3 separate regions of the Mus musculus genome follow, and all the other regions are linked to region 3. A link is a contact called in public HiChIP or PLAC-seq and Micro-C data. All regions are on one chromosome and are shown on one strand. Each heading gives the region's core, a stretch centred on a gene start, on an enhancer-like site or on the middle of the called end of the contact. The rest is flanking DNA. Distances are from core to core; before and after follow the strand shown. Region 1 has its middle 68 kb from the start of Gm40577. Region 2 holds the start of Dio3 (deiodinase, iodothyronine type III). Region 3 overlaps Gm34554 (a long non-coding RNA gene).

Evidence for each region. A called contact is a pair of places that touch in the nucleus more often than the background predicts. HiChIP or PLAC-seq counts read pairs in DNA pulled down with a chosen protein or histone mark.
Region 1: a contact with region 3 is called in an H3K27ac HiChIP or PLAC-seq map of embryonic stem cells, with 2.5 times the contacts expected there. The contact joins two enhancer-like sites. A contact is called at or near these places in 1 of 484 Hi-C or Micro-C datasets (embryonic fibroblasts) and 7 of 115 datasets of contacts at active chromatin or transcription factors (astrocytes, embryonic stem cells and epiblast stem cells).
Region 2: a contact with region 3 is called in a Micro-C map of embryonic stem cells, with 4 times the contacts expected there. The contact joins the promoter of Dio3 here to the enhancer-like site in region 3. A contact is called at or near these places in 1 of 39 promoter capture datasets (hippocampal neurons), 5 of 484 Hi-C or Micro-C datasets (embryonic stem cells, nephron progenitors and palatal mesenchyme), 7 of 115 datasets of contacts at active chromatin or transcription factors (embryonic forebrain, embryonic stem cells and pancreatic cancer cells) and 1 of 9 other capture datasets (adipose tissue).

Annotation. Positions count from the first base shown.
Region 1 is chr12:110,348,865-110,351,983 of GRCm38.p6, forward strand. No RefSeq gene overlaps it. Among named protein-coding and RNA genes, the nearest start is that of Gm40577, 68 kb to the right of the region's middle. Within about 2 kb of position 1,462, at least 6 of the 459 cell types and tissues checked have an H3K27ac peak or open chromatin away from gene starts, as enhancers often do. A contact at or near this core is called in embryonic stem cells, where this site is marked.
Region 2 is chr12:110,277,419-110,280,602 of GRCm38.p6, forward strand. It overlaps Dio3 (deiodinase, iodothyronine type III), which reads left to right and starts at 1,812. Exons shown (of 1, transcript NM_172119.2): 1 at 1,812-3,184. The coding sequence starts at 1,814. The coding sequence ends at 2,728. Dio3os (deiodinase, iodothyronine type III, opposite strand) reads right to left here and starts at 650. Exons shown (of 4, transcript NR_002866.2): 1 at 565-650; 2 at 133-331; 3 at 1-8. Mir1247 (microRNA 1247) reads right to left here and starts at 711; the gene lies at 630-711.
Region 3 is chr12:109,946,438-109,949,827 of GRCm38.p6, forward strand. It overlaps Gm34554 (a long non-coding RNA gene), which reads left to right. Exons shown (of 3, transcript XR_381936.1): 3 at 926-1,041. Among named protein-coding and RNA genes, the nearest start is that of Gm34554, 26 kb to the left of the region's middle. RefSeq lists an enhancer at 67-3,390. Within about 2 kb of position 2,079, at least 54 of the 459 cell types and tissues checked have an H3K27ac peak or open chromatin away from gene starts, as enhancers often do. A contact at or near this core is called in embryonic forebrain and embryonic stem cells, where this site is marked.

The DNA.
Region 1 (3,119 bases), core at 212-2,711, 400 kb after region 3:
AAAGAGGCTTCACCTATAGGCTCTCACAGGCTCTCCTCATGGTGCCAAGCCTTAAATCCTTTGCATGACCCCTTCAGTCCTGGGCTATCAACTGCAACTGAGGCTTCACCTTCACCAATGGCCTTCCATGGCCTCTCACAGTGCCAAGCCTCAGCTGTTCTTCATGATATCTTCATGAATCTTACACATTACCAAGTACAGCTATTGTAGGAGGCTATCTCTAGAATACAGCTTCTTTGTGCTCTCAGAAAACACTTGCCAGATTTCACCTCAGTGATGCTGGTCTCTCCTTAATCACTGCTAATTTCTTAGCTCCAACTACCCAGTATCAATCATCCCAGTAGTCCATTCTATTAGTCATTCTAAAGCCAGAACCACATGGCCAAAGCTGCCATGTTCTGCTGCTTGCTGGGGTCTGAACATGGCCCCCTTGTTCTATTACATTATCACCAACTTTCTGTTTTCCAACTCCTTCACTGCCTAAGCTTGGCTGTCCTGGAACTTGCTCTGTAGACTGACTTTGAACTCAAGAGATCTGCATGCCTGTCTCCTAAACACTGGGATTAAAGGTGTGGTCCACCAAGCCTGAGTTTAAATTGTTCTTCACTTAGAACATGCTCTAGGCTGGCCTTGAACTAAGAGATCTGCTTGTCTTTGCCTCCTGGGATTAGAAATGTGTACTGCCAGGCCTGGAACTAAATTTAACTGGGTAGGATCTTGCCACAAAGTTCCACTCCCTTAATTTGTTATCCCCTTGAACACAGGACTCAGCTCCATTTCACTTCCTGGTGCCCCTTTAATACTCAAACCATATATTTTATATTTTCCCTTTCTCAGCCTGCTATGCTTGTTTAAAATGCTTTCATGAGACTTAACCAGAGAACAAAGTCTATGGTGGGTGTTTCAGAGACTTCCTTTGTCATTGCAATTAATCTGAGTCGGTTCACCTTAGCCTCAGGCAAACTCTTCAAACAAGGGCAAGAAAGTAGCCAAGTTACCACAAAAAAACAGTCTGCAGGCCACATATTTAAATTCTTCATTGAAACCTCTTGGGCCAGGTCCACCCAATTCAAATCACTCTCAGTAACAAAGTCTTCCATATTCCTACTAGGATAGCCCATTAAGTCCCATTTACAGCATTCCACTGCTTTCCAAATCCAAAGTCCCCAAATCCACATCTTTCAAACAAAAGCATGGTCAGGCGTATCACAGCAATACCCCAGTCCCTGGTCCCAACTTCTGTCTTAGTTACAGACAGAAGTGACAGACACCATGACCAAGGCAACTCTTGTTAAAGGACAACATTTAATTGGAACTGACTTACAGGTTCAGAGGGTCAGTCCAGTATTATCAAGGTGGGAGCATGGCAGCATTCAGGCAGGCAGAGCTGGGAGTTCTATACCTTCATCTGAAGGCTGCTAGTGGAAGACTGACTTCCAGGCAGCTAGGGTGGGGGAAGGTCTTACCTACTCCAACTAGGCCACACCTCCTAATAGTACCACCCGCTGGACTGAGCATTATGCAAACTATCACAGGTGCGGATTTTACAATTTGTTTTTCTAGATCTGTGAATAATATCGACCAAGTTTTGGTAGACATTGCAGTGAATCCTCAGTCATGTAGCCATCTTAAGGTGTGGGGATGCAGGAGCAGCAGAACAGTTGCCTAGCAAACGTAAGGCTCTGAGCTTCACTGTCAGCAAGTATTCATTCACACATGCATGTGCAGGAAAATTCCTGAAAAGAATTGCACCTTCCAGCCGGGCGTGGTGGCGCACGCCTTTAATCCCAGCACTTGGGAGGCAGAGGCAGGAAGATTTCTGAGTTCGAGGCCAGCTTGGTCTACAAAGTGAGTGCCAGGACAACCAGGGCTACACAGAGAAACCCTGTCTCAAAAAAAAAAAAAAAAAGAATTGCACCTTCCAGGGAACTGTGTGCTGATTAACTGATCATGTATTATATAGAATCAGTTATAATTCAGTGATTATAACCTCAGTACTATGGAGATGTTGGAATGGTGCAAGTCCAGAGCCAAATCTTTAGTTCCTTTAACAGCCACTTTTTGTCTTCTTCTGTACATGACCTAACATCTTTGTGAGTGTTAGGTAAATACACGGGAATATAAGAACAGACTCCCCCAACCCCATTGCCAACCAAAGGAAGGGGTAAGAAAACTTCAGATAACCCCCGAGGCCTGGAAGAGCTACTCCTGCTTTGCTATTAACTTGACCAACTGATGCTTCCTCCAAGCACCTTGACTCATGACTTGCAATGCTCTCTTACTGTAAAAGCTTTATAAAACCGCTTTCACACAGGAACATGGAATCTGGGGGAAACTAAATTTGTGTCCAGAGGTGAGAATAGGTGTTTATTATAGTTCTGGTGCCCACATGTGGTGTCCCCAGAATCCACTTTTCGTAGAATAAGTCACTGAGATGGGCGGGACACACTGGAACATGAACTCCTGCAGACCCTGTGCAGAGGTTATCTGCTTGGATGGATCTGGGTGAGTCCTTTCTTGTCCTCCATGGGGCCCTTTGGCATTTATTCTGAGCTGCTTGTTAGACTCCGGTTTGGTAGATGCCTCCTTGAGGTTTGCCTTCTAAGCATTTGATCTAAGGCATCTTTCTTGTTTGCTTAGAGATCATTTTGGTCTCTGACACTCAGATTGCTGGGGGGTTGTTTTGGGTTTTGGTTTTGTTTGTTTGCTTGCTTGCGTTCAGACCTCGGCTGGCATCTGCTCGGCCACAGTGGCAAGTTGGCTCCCTTGTTCCTCCAGTCAGGCCTCCTGTGTCTAATTTAAAGGAGACAGCGTCTGGAGAAAAACAAATAGATATTTAGTACTGCCGCTGGTTTTATGTTTAGTGTGTTAATTCAATTTGCAAGTGTTTAAAAAATGGGAATCTCCTACTAAAGATAGGTTGACTTTAGCTTCCCTCAACGGGCAACATTTATTATCTCCAAATTGGTTTATTTTGCATGCTTAACTAAGAGTCCTAGGCAATAAAAATTCTTAAACCACAAAGAAGCAGCGTGCTTTAATTGGGATTTTAAATTATCTAAAAAAGAAATGATAAAACAGGCCCTTTATGAAAAACAGTAAGAACTCTAAAGAGTACA
Region 2 (3,184 bases), core at 562-3,061, 330 kb after region 3:
AGAGCATCCTGCCAGGACAGCAGAAACCAGGTGGTGAGGGCGGGCGCCTACCTGGGCGCCCTCTGGGCTACTTGAGGTCGACTTTTCCGGACAAGTTCCATGGCTAATGGAAAGTGGTCTGACTGTGCTCACCCTCCCGAGACGCCAGCGCGGTCTCTGGTAGAGAAAGTTAGGTAGCTGGTCTCTCCCGAGAGGGCGATGCATGGGACGCAAGCAGCTGGAGCTGTAGTATCCGGCTGGGGTCCCGTTACCCCAGAGAAGGCCCCTGTGAGTGCTGGAGCATTCTAGGGAGTGCGATTCTTAGGCGCTGCCTTCGGGTTGAGGCCTTGACCTGAGGGGTCATTGTGAGGTGTATCTAAAGTGGAACTTGCTTAGGGTCTCGAGGACCCCAGGTCAAGCAGCCCCGCCGCCCCTGAACCCAAGTCTCCAGCAGTGCGCCACGCGCAGAGACAGATTAGGAGGTCTGCGCCGCTGTGGCAGAGCCGACCAGAGCCCCACGCTGTTGGGGAGTTGCCCCGCACCCCTAAAAAGCCTCAGCACACGTTCCCTGTTGAAAGTACGCACTTTACGCGTCCGGGCGCCTCCGCGGTTGAGTCGGGCCGCCGCGCTCCGAGTTCGCGAAGGTGGCTCAGTTCGGGCGCTCCAGTCTCGACGTTCCCGGGGCAGAGAGCAACGTCCGGGGACGAACGGGACGGGTGCGCCCGGCGGCCGGGGCTGCGCCGGGCGAGGCAAGCGGCGAGAGGGGAGCGCTCCCGCGTTCAGGCAACAGCTACCCCTAGTGGGAGAGCCGCCCGGGGCCGGCGCCGCCCCGCGCCCGCTGCCCCGCGCCCCGCGCCCGCAGCGCCCCGCGCCCAGGGCGTCCCGGAGCCGGCCGAGGGCGAGGCCCGGCGTCGCTTGCCGCGACTCTCCGGGTCTCCCGAGCTGGGCGCCAGCCCACCCGCGGGCCCTGCCCTCGGCACCTCCGGGCTGGAGCCGAGGGGCAGCTGACCCGGGAACCGCGGCGTCCGGCGGGAGCGAGATGGGACGGGGCGGGCGCGGCGCGGACTGGGGCGGCGCGCGGCAAGCTCGGGCAGCGGCGGGGGGCGCGGAGCGCGGTGTGCGTGGCGGGGCGGTGCGGGGGGCGGCCGTGTGCGAGGCGCGAGTGTGAGCGCGCGCGGGAGGCGGGCGGACGGGCTGCGGCAGTCGAGCGGCGCCCGCGGGCGAGCGGGGAAGGCGGCGGGAACCCAAAGTTGCCTCCTCGCGGGCCCGCGTCCCCGGCGGGGCTGCAGCCGGGGGCCGGCCGAGCGGCGGCCGCAGACCTGGACTCCCGCGGTACCTGGGCAGCGACCCCGCACGAGCAGCAGCAGCGTGGGCGGCGTTGGCGGCGGCGCGCGGGAAGCGAACCGGAGCTCCGGCGCGGCGCTGCGGCCGCCGGGGAACTCAGCTCAGGTGCGCGGCGAAGAGGGCGCGGGCTGGGACCCGCCCGCTGGGACCTAGGAGGTGCGAGGCGCTTGCGCGGGTTACACCATTGCCACCACTGACTGCTTGGCTCTGAGATCGGGCTCCTAGTCCCTGGACACAGCGGCTTCGGGGTCCCCCGCCCCTGAGAGCGGGCTGCGGGACTCAGGCCCGCCCCTGCCAGCCCCGGGACGCACCGCTCCACCCTCGACCAGCCTGCGCCCGCCCTCGACCCAAGATTTCTGGGGCATTGGCCGCGCCTCTGGGTGATCCCTCCGGGCTCAAGTTGCAAGGGGGCGGGCCCCGGTCGGAGGTGGAGTCTCCCGCCAATTCAAGCTTTGACTATAAATTGAGCTCCCAGAGCACCGAGGACCAGATGCCTCGCCAGGCCGCCTCGAGGTTGGTGGTCGGAGAAGGTGAAGGGCCCCCGGGGGCTTCGGGGCCCGCGGCCACCATGCTCCGCTCTCTGCTGCTTCACTCGCTGAGGCTCTGCGCCCAGACCGCCTCGTGCCTCGTGCTGTTCCCGCGCTTCCTAGGCACGGCCTTCATGCTCTGGCTTTTAGATTTCTTGTGCATCCGCAAGCATTTCCTGCGCCGTCGCCATCCTGACCACCCTGAGCCCGAAGTAGAGCTCAACAGTGAAGGCGAGGAGATGCCCCCTGACGACCCGCCCATATGCGTATCAGACGACAACCGTCTGTGCACCCTGGCCTCTCTCAAAGCCGTGTGGCATGGCCAGAAATTGGATTTCTTCAAGCAAGCCCATGAGGGTGGCCCAGCGCCCAACTCGGAGGTTGTCCGACCTGATGGCTTCCAGAGCCAGCGCATCCTCGACTACGCACAAGGGACCCGCCCGTTGGTGCTCAATTTTGGCAGCTGTACCTGACCACCGTTCATGGCGCGGATGAGCGCCTTCCAGCGCCTGGTCACCAAGTACCAGCGCGACGTTGACTTCCTTATCATCTACATCGAGGAAGCCCACCCATCCGACGGCTGGGTCACCACAGATTCACCCTATGTCATCCCCCAGCACCGCAGCCTGGAGGACCGTGTCAGCGCAGCGAGAGTACTACAACAAGGTGCACCTGGCTGTGCTCTGGTCCTGGACACTATGGCCAACTCTAGCAGTTCCGCATATGGTGCCTATTTTGAGCGCCTCTACGTCATCCAGAGTGGCACCATCATGTACCAGGGAGGCCGTGGCCCCGACGGTTACCAGGTGTCTGAGTTGCGCACTTGGTTGGAGCGCTATGATGAACAGTTGCATGGTACTAGGCCACATCGATTCTAAATAACCAAGGGACAAGTGACTGAATTGGTGGGCCGGGTCTCCTGGGCCTTCGAAGCCCACGTGCAAATGCTCCAAAGAAAGTCAAAGGTTGTGGGGGATCCCCATGACACAGATGAGCACAGCCACAGAACTCAGGCTGAGTCTGGCTAACTTGAGACTCTGCTATAGTGACTCCCTTTTGTACGTTTTTGGCTTGCTCTCAGGAGCATTGCTGTGGCTCGAACTGACAGCTTTGTCCCTGCTGGAGTTTACCTGCTGGACTTTCTGACACCAGGTCTCCAGCGCTGCTTCGGCAAAGCGCGAAAGTCCCCAGCATTTCACAGCTCGGACTTGTTGGCCACGCCCGCGCGCCCTGAGCGCAGCTGGGTTCCAGCAGCGCCTCAGGCTCTAGCTAGTTGCCTGGCACCCACCTGTCGAGCGCAGGGAGTCCTGCTGCTTTTGTGTTTATTTCTTATC
Region 3 (3,390 bases), core at 829-3,328:
CGATTTCCTAAAAGCTCAGAGTTTCCACAATGGGTCTTGGGGAGTCCCCACCCACATCCAGACCCAGTGCAGCTGGCCTATCCTAGGCAAGGTGCTTCTGTCCTCCAGGGGCCACCACAAGTCCACTGCTGTCAGTGATGAGAGGCCCTGGTCATAGCATTGCTCTTGTGACTGTGGGATCTCTATCCTCCTAGGCTACATGGCAGTTGTCAGCTCCTCCTTGTCTCAGAGACACTCCATCCCATTCCCAACACTCCTTGTTTCACAGGAGGATAGCCCAGTGCCTCAAGGACAGTGTCACCCAAGTAGCCTCTATGCAATGACAGGGTCCAAAAGTACAGCCCTCATATTGGGATTAGTGCCCTACGGAAAGGGCTGGAGACTCTTACCTCTTTCCCTCCAGTGAGGACTCAGAGAGACAGAGCTACATCTCAAAGAAGGCCCCAACCAGGACCCTACTTTCCAGCTCAACCTTCAACTTCCAGTTGCCAGAACTGGAGGTAGCAAATGTCTGGTGCTTATGGGGCCTCCTGGCTGTGGATATTGGCTATGGCCACTGATATTGATCTTTGGTCTCCCTCAGCCCTGCCCAGCCTTCTTCAGCCTTCCTCAGCCCCACTCATTTCCCTTTAGCTCTGCCCTCATCCTTCAGTACTCCCTCTCCTCAGCCCCACCCACTTTCCCTTAGTCCTGCCCCTCATCCCTCAGTGCCCTCTCTGCTCAGCCCCACCCACTCTCTTCTGGCACTACCTTGCAGCGGCCATTGCCTTAGAACCTCCACCTCCAGCTAGTGTGTCTTCCTGGGAAGCACTCTTGAGTCCTGTAAAAGGTAGGCTAGGAGACCTAACATCCACTGAACCCCCTGGGGCACAGACACCTACAGAGAACTCTTACAGGTTCTGCCCACTGTCTGTTCTTGTTTCAGAGATTCACCACATGGGCCAGGAATCGAAGAGCTCCAGGTCTATCTCAGCCACCAGAAATCAGGATATCCCTGAAGCAAGCATACTTTATTAAAAAGATATATTTATTTTTATTTTATGCACGTTCATGTTACACTTGTATGTGTATTGCATGTGAGCCTGATGCCCGACAAGGCCAGAAGAAGTCGTCAGAGCTCCTGGAATTGGAGTTACAGGTGGTGGTGAGCCACCATGTGCGTGACAGGAATAAAGCACTGGGCTTCGGGAAGGGCAGCCAGTGCTCTTAACCCCTGAGCCATCTCTCAGCCCCCAAACCTGGTTTTCATTTGGGCATTTTGACCCCAGCTCACTAATGTCTGCCAAATCTTGCAGCTTTTCAGTTGCACAAGAACAACGTCTTATAAAACCTTTGTACAGCTTTTCTAAAACTTTAAAAGAAAAAAACAGAACAAAAAACTCTGGCCTCCTCGTTCCCTTCAGGCACAAATCCTAAAGGATGCAAAAAAGCAAGCCAAAAACAAACAAACAAACAACCAAACAACAAGAGAACCCCATAACAACAGCAACAGACTTCTTGGTTGAAAGTCAGGCCTTGGGTGGGGGGTGATCAATTTCAGGTGAGGCCAGGACTGCCCCAGAACCAGCTACAGGGATCTGGGCGTCAGAGGGGAAGCAGCTGAGACACATGGGAAAACCTACGCTATGGGATGCTGGAGATTGCACGCAGCCTAAGTGACCAAGACAAGACCCCAGAAAGTCCCCTCCTGCTCATTTGTCTGTCAGCAAGTCTTGATTGTGAATCACAAATTTTGTCCATCCTTCACTCTGGGATGGAAGGACTTGGTGATTTTTAGCCAGGCAGGCGGTGGACAGTTCCTTTCCTTAGCCCTCTGCACATTGGGTGGCTTTCCATCTGCCCCCTGTCACCCCACACCTCAGGATCTTTATTTGTAGACTTGTTCACAGAGCAGTTGTGCTGAGTTAAAATTCAGTTTTCAGAAAGGCTGCCTAGACGCCCGATGGGAGTGTCATTTATTAACATGTGAATGGCCCCTGTCGCTGGGAAATAAAAAGAAATTTGACCTTGCCAGTACAGCCTGGCCCCTTCTCCCCACCCCAAGGAAAGCCTTCCTTAACCGTCTGGGCCTAGCGCTTTTTATGATGCAGATTTGGAAGGGAGGACACAAAGAGAGGGTCGGCCGGGACAGAGGACACAAAGAGAGGTGGCCGGTTTGCAGGAGGAGGGGGGTAGCGAGGGTGGGAGGCGAGGGAGAAGTGGAGTGGGGTGGGGGACTGACAACACCTCTCTTGTGGCTGGGGCTCTGCTTTGGTGTGGAGAAAGAAATATGGAGGAAGGGCGGCAGGAACTGGGAACAAAGTCTGGGGTGTGCATCCACCTCTGTCACAAAGAATCCTGAGTGAGAGAGGGGTGGGGTTGGGGAGGCGGGGATCGAGGAGGGCTTCGTGCCTGTGCCGGGAGTTCACTGCAGGCTCTAAGCAGGAGGCCAGGTGTGTGTGTGAGCCTTGTTGGGCTCAGTCTGCCATTTCTCGGCCTGCCAGCAGGGCGGGTTCCAGCTCTTTCCTTGGTTCCTGGTTGCTCTGCCAGTCGGTTCAGGCCCGTGGGGTTCCCTGCCCCACACTCACTCTAAAACCTCCTCCCGGAGATCGCCCATGGTTCCTCGGGCACCGAGGCTGCTTGTGCGCACAGAATGATGGCTGGGGCAGGGACTATATTTGCTCCTTGGGAAGAAAAGCTAGACCTGCTGTGGGAAGGTTCCACACATAGTAAGCCAAGCATGGGGCTGAGTGCAGAGAAGGCCAAGGCCCCTTCCCAGGAGAAGCTGTCCAAGCGAAGACCTGCCAGCCGAGTCCACGGGGCAAGAATATATTGTCCACTGGCAAAGGAATACGTGGGAAGGGAGATGGTGCAAACATTTTCAGCATGTGCAAAGGCCCCGGGGCAAGAAAATGTGTATCCTGTAGCTAAAGACTCCAGTATGGCTGAGCTGTTGTGTATGGAGCCCCATGTAGAGGGAACGCTGGTTTTCTACTGTAGGATCTTGTTTGATGCTTGGCTTTTGACAGCTACTACAGGGAGCACTGAAGCCCAGAGGGCCTCTCGTTTCTTCCTCTGTCAAGGTGCGTGCGTTCGTGCGTGTACTCTGGGACACTGAGGCAGGATCCCTTCTTTGTCACAAGACCCCCTTTGCCCTTCACCCCCGACTTTGCCCCAGCGCTTGACCATGAAGCCGGGTGGCACAGCCGGCTGCCTGTGCCTGCTTGAGGACCTGTGGTTGCAGAAACAGCTGGAGGGAAATCAATTTGTTCTTTGCTACAGTCAGACATGAACCAATTAGAGCTGCCCCATGGGGCCTCTGTGCTCAGGGAGAGAGAACAAGCCCGGGCCTGTTAATCCCTGCTCCCACCTTCTACCAGCCAGCAAAGTGAAGGGTGCAGCTGGAGGAGG